3 separate regions of the Gossypium hirsutum genome follow, and all the other regions are linked to region 3. The links are chromatin contacts, called in public Hi-C maps. All regions are on one chromosome and are shown on one strand. Each heading gives the region's core, a stretch centred on a gene start, on an enhancer-like site or on the middle of the called end of the contact. The rest is flanking DNA. Distances are from core to core; before and after follow the strand shown.

Region 1 (2,752 bases), core at 181-2,680, 250 kb after region 3:
TCATTGCAGAATCGTGACACTTTAAGTTATGTCTCCCTCTTCTACATGAGGACTATAGTTTCTTATAAATAGCATACATGTAAAAGAGGAGAAACCTAACTCTACTTGATCCTCAACCTTAACTTTTTTCTTATAATGAACAATGATAAAGAAAGAACTCCTATTTACTCTTGAAAGTTGAAAGGAATTTCAAAGAAACCAGAAAAAGGAAAATAGAAAACATGAAGTGAACTATTGTCTGGCAACCATGTAAGCGTGCATCCTCTTATTCAAAGAAAAGATTGCTTGAATAGCCTTTTCTTTAATCAAATTTTGATCAAATTCACCTAAATTGAAAAGATAATCAGTAAAAGCAGTAACAACATACACCTTAATCCTATCCAAATATATATAGAACTTAATATTTTTCTACAAGTAATAAAGCAATAAATGAAAAAAAAAGAAAAAAAAACCATATTGGTAAAGGAGAAAAAATCATAACAAAAAATTATAAATCTTATTTTAATTCCTAGAACCTTGAATTTGACTTAAAAAATTAAGAACGTGGAATCTCTAATTCTTCCCGGCAGCCCAAACAAAGCTTGCACAATTTATTCTAAATCACTGCATAATTGAATTGCTGTTAATGATTGAAACGCAATTAAATTAATTATTAGAAATCAAAATTTACATAATTTCTTAATTAAAAACTTAACGAAAAATAGAACTGATTTTAAACAATGATCAAACCAGAATTCTCCATAAAAATGGGCAAAAGGACAATTCCCAACAAGAAAATAACCAACGAAACACATGAACTGTATTTCACTTGCGTTTCGCAAAGGAAAAAACGTAGAATAATGATCATCATCATAATAAATAATAAAGAAACGGAGTAAATCAATGAACAAATATATATAGAGAGAGAGAGACCTTGATTCAACGAAGGTGAAAGCGAGGATCCTTCAGTGACAGGCACGGCCGCCGTTGCTGTTCGTGACATAGGAATTCCAGCATCGAATGAGAATCCCATTCAACAGTCATCTTCCTCCATCACCATCACTCAACGTTGTCACGTTAGAACCACCTCCACGCACCAATTCTCATTCCACGTTCCAAAACCGCGCTGTCACCTAACCACAAAAAAAAAGAAAAAAAAAAACCTCTTCCCTCTCCTTCCTCCTTTGCCAACAGAAACAAAATTATAGAAATACTAAAAAAGAGAGCTCTTCTTCACGGAAAGTCTGTCTTTGTTTTCTTAAAAACAATTAATATTTTTTCCAAATTTATTTAATTTGTATGTATTTTTGATAGAAGCGAAAGAGCGTTGTTTTCTCTTCTCCACACAAAACAAAAAAAAATAAAAAGAAACAAAAATAAAAAGGGAAAAATAAATGAACCATCCAAAACCCACCCACTTTCATTTGATTTGCTTTCCTTTGTTCAGTTTTAGCACACGCGCAAATACGCAGTATATTACTTTATAGAGCCACGTCATGGGCTGTTAAATTTGTAATTGACTCTGGTCGTTACCTAATCCTATTGGTGGTTTACATAATTTTACCACCTCTTGGAGCCTGGAGGGAAACCGGTTTTACTTTCCCTGCTTTTTTTCTTTTATTACAATTTCAGATATGAAAATATAATCACAACACCACGAGGCACACATGTCCAATTTTTTTTTTTTATATTTTAGAAATTGTGATCAAAGAATTTGAAATATTGTTGAAAATAGAATAATTCTTCATAGTGGTCCTAGAGATAAGTGACATAGATCTTATGGTGAAATGACCTTAGTACAACAATTTGGTAAGTTTGACATTTTTTTATAACTACGTATAGAAAGGACCTTAATTTTGGTTAAGATAGCCCAGATTTGACTTTTACAATCTTTCATGCTTTTAACTCCTAGATTTTAAAGAGCAACATTAAATTTTCATTCTAGATTTTGGGGCCAAAACTGATATCTTAAAACTTGTGGGAATTAAACCAATTTATTTTTGGTGGAAAATGATTGGAAGTTATTTTGTTTTTGGGTCCAAGTTTGATCTGATATTTGTCCATTTTAAAATTCATTTTCCCTGCCCAATTTAAAGAGGCCCTCAAAAGCCCACTAAACGTTCATTTGTTGGGCCCATTTGAGTTCTAATTTTTTACCCATTTTGCAGAGCAGTTTATTCTGATTAAGCTCAAATCTGTTCATTACTCCATTTTTCATTTCATATTTGCTGTTTTGGGACCCAAATGGGAGTCCAGTTTTAAGTTTTTAAATGCTCAAGCTGAGGCCCAATTTTAGATATCCATTTTAAAGCCTATTTTAAGCCCAAATTTGAAGTCTATTTTTAAGAAGTTAGATTCATAGAAGGCGTCTTTTATTGTTGAGGACGGTCAACTCTTTGGAAAAAAGTCTCCAGAGTGTAGTCTACTAGATAGCGTGGTATAATACTTACAAGTATGTGGCATAAATGCCTTAGATTGGTAGTTTGAGTCTGCCCACACACAAGTGACTACATAATTAATATAACACACTATACCGATATCTCTCCCTTAAGTCTTACAAGTCGAATTTCCACCAGCCGAGATGCTTCTCCTCTATGAACCCATCAAGGCTCTTGGTAGATGAGGGAGACAAAACTTCGATATAGGAACAATACCTAACACAGTTGACGTTTTAGCAGATTACTCAACAGATGACATTTTGAAGACTTCTCTTGAAGAAGTCCTCCCCCTCAATAAAGCCCAAGTATAAACATTTAGGGTAAACTACACTGTT
Region 2 (2,700 bases), core at 64-2,563, 200 kb after region 3:
AGAGAGAAGAAAATAGCCCAATATATTAAGATGTCTAATTAAATTTTCATTTAATTACTTTCTTCTATCCAATGAGATCCTAAATAATTTTTATGTACAACCACCTTACAACCTCACAATTATATAATTGTTCACTCTCACTCAAGACATTCTTACTCTACTAGAAAATAAACACTCAATTGAGACCGGCCCATTTAGTTCAACTAGTACTACACTCGATAGGGTTTAAAGAATCGTAAATACGTGCATTAATTCTTTTAAATATACTTAAAATTTCATAACTCTCTTTTAAATATACATTTAGAAAGAAAAAAACTAAAAATATATTGTTTCAACCAGATCTAATATAGAATTTAAGCAACATGCAAGTAAATGCACAAATTAATCATTTTAAGAATTAAAATAAAATAGAAATAATTAATAAAATTAAAATCATTGTTTATCATGTTACATATAATTTTTTTAAATTGATTGGTGAGTTGTCATGTAAATCAATTATTTTAAATACAATAATCAGATAATAGGATGTATAAATAAAATGATTAGATAATAAAATAATATTTTAAATTATCTTTACGAGTTAACATGTTTACTTACTCTTTAAATACATTATCCTAAAACATTTGAATCTGCCAAAATAGAAAACTACCCTTGAGTTAACATACGCATTATTTTAAGAATATATAATCACTTATTTTTTAACTTTATAAAAAATAATTATTTTAATTTCTTATTTAAATTTTAGTCTTTTTTTAGTTATTGAACTTTCATTTTCTTTTTTCAAATTACCTCAAAACATTTGTTAATTTTATTGACCTGACATATACATAGATTTCCACGTAAATGACATATTAATATTTAATTAAAATTAAAAAAAATTAATTAAATACTGACGTATCATTCACATGTATGTCACAATAATTTTTCTATTTATTTTGAGGTGATTTAACAAAAAAAAATTAAGAATTAAAAAAGATTAAAAATTAAATAAAATGTTAAAATAATATTTTTATAAAATTAAAAAGGTTAAACAAGTCATTATATCTTTAAAAAATAATAATAATAATAATAATAAACAAATAATTTTAAAATTTGTTTTCAAGTGTATTAAAACTCAAAAAAATACCATATAAATCAATCTCTCTAAAATACCATATAAAAAAAGCATTGAATGAGCTTGGCATGTGATGACAAAAAGGAGGTTGCAAGGTGTCTAGGAAATGAGGTAGACATGTGCCAAACTGATAATCCATAAGATTAATTTTAATAGATATAATAATAATTTCTCCGTCAAAAAAAAAATTAAATAAATAAACGATAGCTGGTCTAATTAGCCACTTCTCTCAATAATTGGCAGACTTCTACTTTTTTTTCATTTTCTCAAATCTTATCATTATTCGGCAAAAACACCCAAAGAAGGCGAAAACAAAGTGAATCTATTTATCTCCTAAATTCAGGCTTATTTGCCACACCAATCCTCTCTAGATTTGAAGTCATAGATCATCGTGAATGGGCTTTCGTTTCCATAACTTTGCTTCTTTGCTTCTTCTTCCTCATCTTCAATGGCTCCAACTCTTTGCTTTCTTCTGATCCTTTATAGATTACCTATCACCGGCATTCACCTCCTCCTTATCTTCCTCCATTCTCTCTTATAACTCTTCCTTCTCACCGGTTTTCCCGGTTTCAACATAAACCCTGATCTTTCTTTCTTTTCGAAGGTGAATCAAGGGGAAAAAAACACTCAGATCTTTGATTTAGAAACAAGGTATCTTATATTGTAAATTGAACTTATGTAAGTTTTGTAGGAAACCCAGTCTTCTTGTTGTTGTGTTTGGTTGGCTAGAGAAAGTAGGAAAGCAAAGGAAAATATTCAACTTTAAATTGATTAAGCCAAACCGGTATTTAAAAATAGAAACAACCTTTACTGAAACAGGATGAATGATTCAGGTCTTAATGATGATTTTTTTCTTTGTTTTTATATATTTTATTTTCTTCAGTTTTCTCGGTAAAAAAACGGAAAATTTAAGGAATGGCATCGGTGCTGTTGTACCATGTAGTGGGGGATCTGACGGTGGGGAAGCCTGAGTTGGTTGAATTCTGCGATGTAGAGACAGTAGAATCGGCTATAAGAGCAATAGGAGAATCAACTGAGTGTGGGATACCGGTTTGGAAGAGAAGTTCTCATGTGGGAATGATTGAAAACAATGAAATGAGACAACAGAGGTTTGTTGGTATTTTAACTTCACTTGATATCATTTCCTTTTTAGCTAAATCTCAGTGTTTGGAAGATCAGGACAAAGCTATGAAAACACAAGTTTCTGATGTTGTTGTCCCTAATAATACTCTCTTGAAGATTGTTGATCCTGGCACCAGGTTAGTTCATTGCTGCTTATGTTTAATCGCTTGCTCTTCTTTTTTCTTTCAGCTTAAAAATGTTGGAATTTTTACTATTTCAGAGAATTGACCTATGACCTTAACCTCATAGGAATGCGATCATGACTTGAAATTTATGTTGGAGTGGTTTCTTATTATTTCTAGTGGAAGGAGATATTTTTCTTGAGTTCCGATTCTTGTTTTTGAGCGTTGATTGTATGGATCTTCTCTCTATTAAGGGGATATGTGATGTGCCTTTCTTTGGTTTGGTTTGCATCTTGGTCCTTAGAATCATGTACTGCATGTGTCTGTTCATATGAGCTTTAC
Region 3 (2,700 bases), core at 41-2,540:
CAGATAGCCAAAATACCGGCATGAATAGCCAGAGAAAATGGTTGAAGTAGAAGTACCCACAACACAATCTATGTCAGGCTTCTTATAGACATCAAGGTTAAAGCCCTCTGGAATTTTGAGCTCCTCTTTCAAATCAGGGTCTTTAACAATTATGAGATGAAATCGAGAGAATATAGGCCTCCACTCACTCATGAAAGATGTCAGGTCAGAACGTAGTGCTCCTATAACAATATCAATCTCATGATCCTTAATTGATAGAGACATCTTGCCAAATACAAACGTCAACAGAATTCAGAATACTCAAGCCTCTTAAAATCAGCTTCGTTACTCTTTAGACCAAGCTACTGTGTATTCCACTGATTAAACTAATCTCAGAATTTCTTGGAGCATCCTATGGAGGGAACAAAATTCCATTTGGAAATCAGCTAAAAACTCATTTGGAGAGAGAAAAAAAAAGAAAAAAAAATTCTGAAACTAACTTACTGGTAGGAAGGACAGGGGTAACTGTAACTTGAATGTTGAGTGCCTGGATAAGTGAGAAGACCTCGTCCTTGCCAGTAGCTATGAACAGCTTAAGAACTCTCTCGGTTAGCTTTCCAGCTCTCAATGTTCTCTGCTAGAATCATGAGAATTTATCTTAACTAAATGAATGCAACTAGAACCACACAAGAGTTACATATAATATAAGGTTACAGAGGTAAGATTGACCCATGAATCTAGTCAGACAGAAAGAAAAATAATAACAACGAGCTGAATTGTTTTTCAATTATTTTCTGGTTCAAAGCATTTGGAAGACAAAAGGGAAAACAGAAAAGAATTTAGAGAACTCAAATGAGGTTAATTCAGCAATGTATTAAATTTAATAAACAGGGAAACAGAAATTATCATAGCAAAGAAAATTAGTAAACAAGTGGCACCAATAGCAAAATGTTCAGATCAAGTGATCCAAAAGACAAAGGAATCAAATCGAAGAAACTCAACTTAAGGGTGAGACTTGAAAAAAATAAAAGAAATGCACTTTAATATTTGAATTAGATAATCAAAAGAAAATTGAAATTGCAGAATACAGACTAGACAACACAACAATAAAATTATCAAGTACGCTCTGAAGACTCAGCCATATCCCATCAAAATCAAATGACTCAATTTCTCCATACATACATGCAAATCAACACATGAACAACTCATAGCTTTACATAAAAAGAAAAAGCCAAAAAGCAATTAAGAAATTAAAACTACCCATCTATCCAGATGGCAAGAAAACTCTAAGAAGACAAAGAAGGGAAAGAAAGAGAAAGAAAATTTTACCAAGAAGAGTTCGATGAGAATGCGATCAGGAAGAGGAGAGAGATCAGTGATATTGGAAAGGTTATGGACAGCAGAATCTAAAGTTAGAGATAGCAAACAAGGCGGGGTTCTCATTCATTTAATTACTAATTTCATTCTCGTTAATTTATATTTTCTGAAAAACAAATAAAAAAGAAGAAGATGAGATTCTTGGATCTATAACTATAAATTATATGTATAATTACAAAAAAAAAATCATATAAACATAAAGAAGAATTGGTCTAAGTTCTTGATCCCCTTTTGCGGTATTGAAGGCGATAGATCTGCAGCGGTTTCTCCGTCCACTGTGTTCGACAAATTTTTCTATTCGTCATCTTCAGACAAACTCGATGTTTATATTCACACGTGTGGAATTGGACTGGGTCGGTTGAATCATGGGCTGATAAAATAATGGTTTCTACTTCAAATCTGGATTGATTGAGTTATCCTTATCATTCACTCATATTTTAATTTCAAAAATGGGATAGGTCATCCAATCCAACTTAAGAGGATGTTTTAATAGACTCCAGTAGTAGACATCATATCCTTGTTGACGAACATATAAAAATCTTTATGGGTAAACTATTAAAATAGTCACTTTTATTTGTCTCATTTTACATTTTAGTCACTTCTATTTGAAATGTTACATTTTAGTCACTTACGGTATCGTGTTGTAACATTTTAGTCACTGAGCCATTAATTATTGTTAACGGTGTGACGATCAGCAACTTGGCACGTTAGATCATCATTTCAAACGAAAATTTTAGGTTAAATTATAAATTAGTCCCTATATTTTTTTCATTTTGAGTAATTTAACTTTTTCTTTTTATGTTATTTTGACTTTTTTTTTCATTTTCTTCTGCTTTTCCTTTTGTTTTCCTCCCTTCAATTATTTATGTCAACAACTGACAATGACTGGTTGGTTTGGAAAAGGAATGAATAATGATATAAAGCAACTTCAGATAACATACTCAGGTGCATGATAGCTGAAGGTTCCCAAATTCGAATAGAATGAAGACGAGCAGCCATGTCGAGATCCTAGTTTGAGAGGTTAAAATGTGCAATCTTCGCTTTGAAGTCTTCAAAAAAAAGGACATTGCTAGATCTTATATCTCTGTGGATAATTGAAGGCTGAACCTTCTTGTGCAAATATTCCAATCCACTTGCCGCATCAACCACAATTCTTACCCTCTACATCCAGTCAAGAACCGGACCCGGTTGTGCCTCTTGAACTTCCTTCCTTCTTGTGATTCCCAAAAGCAAGAAACAAAAAATGTCAAACTAAAATACCTTAACCTATATGCACAAATGTTTTAACAAATGAAAAATATAGAGAAAATATGTTAAAAGAAATGGAGAAGGGAGGAAAATAGA

Evidence for each region. Hi-C and Micro-C count contacts between places; a contact is called where the count stands out from the background.
Region 1: a contact with region 3 is called in a Hi-C map of leaf, with 1.8 times the contacts expected there. The contact joins the promoter of LOC107912953 here to the promoter of LOC107912960 in region 3. A contact is called at or near these places in 2 of 34 Hi-C or Micro-C datasets (both in leaf).
Region 2: a Hi-C map of leaf shows a contact between it and region 3, with 2.5 times the contacts expected there. The contact joins the promoter of LOC107912955 here to the promoter of LOC107912960 in region 3. A contact is called at or near these places in 3 of 34 Hi-C or Micro-C datasets (hypocotyl and leaf).

What each region holds. Positions count from the first base shown.
Region 1 is chrA13:99,301,327-99,304,078 of Gossypium_hirsutum_v2.1, reverse strand. It overlaps LOC107912953 (zinc finger CCCH domain-containing protein ZFN-like), which reads right to left and starts at 1,430. Exons shown (of 6, transcript XM_016841354.2): 1 at 913-1,430. The coding sequence starts at 1,012.
Region 2 is chrA13:99,352,193-99,354,892 of Gossypium_hirsutum_v2.1, reverse strand. LOC107912955 (CBS domain-containing protein CBSX6) reads left to right here and starts at 1,313. Exons shown (of 3, transcript XM_016841357.2): 1 at 1,313-1,765; 2 at 1,998-2,373. The coding sequence starts at 2,030.
Region 3 is chrA13:99,547,241-99,549,940 of Gossypium_hirsutum_v2.1, reverse strand. LOC107912960 (probable UDP-arabinopyranose mutase 5) reads right to left here and starts at 1,290. Exons shown (of 2, transcript XM_016841364.2): 1 at 484-1,290; 2 at 1-391. The coding sequence starts at 264.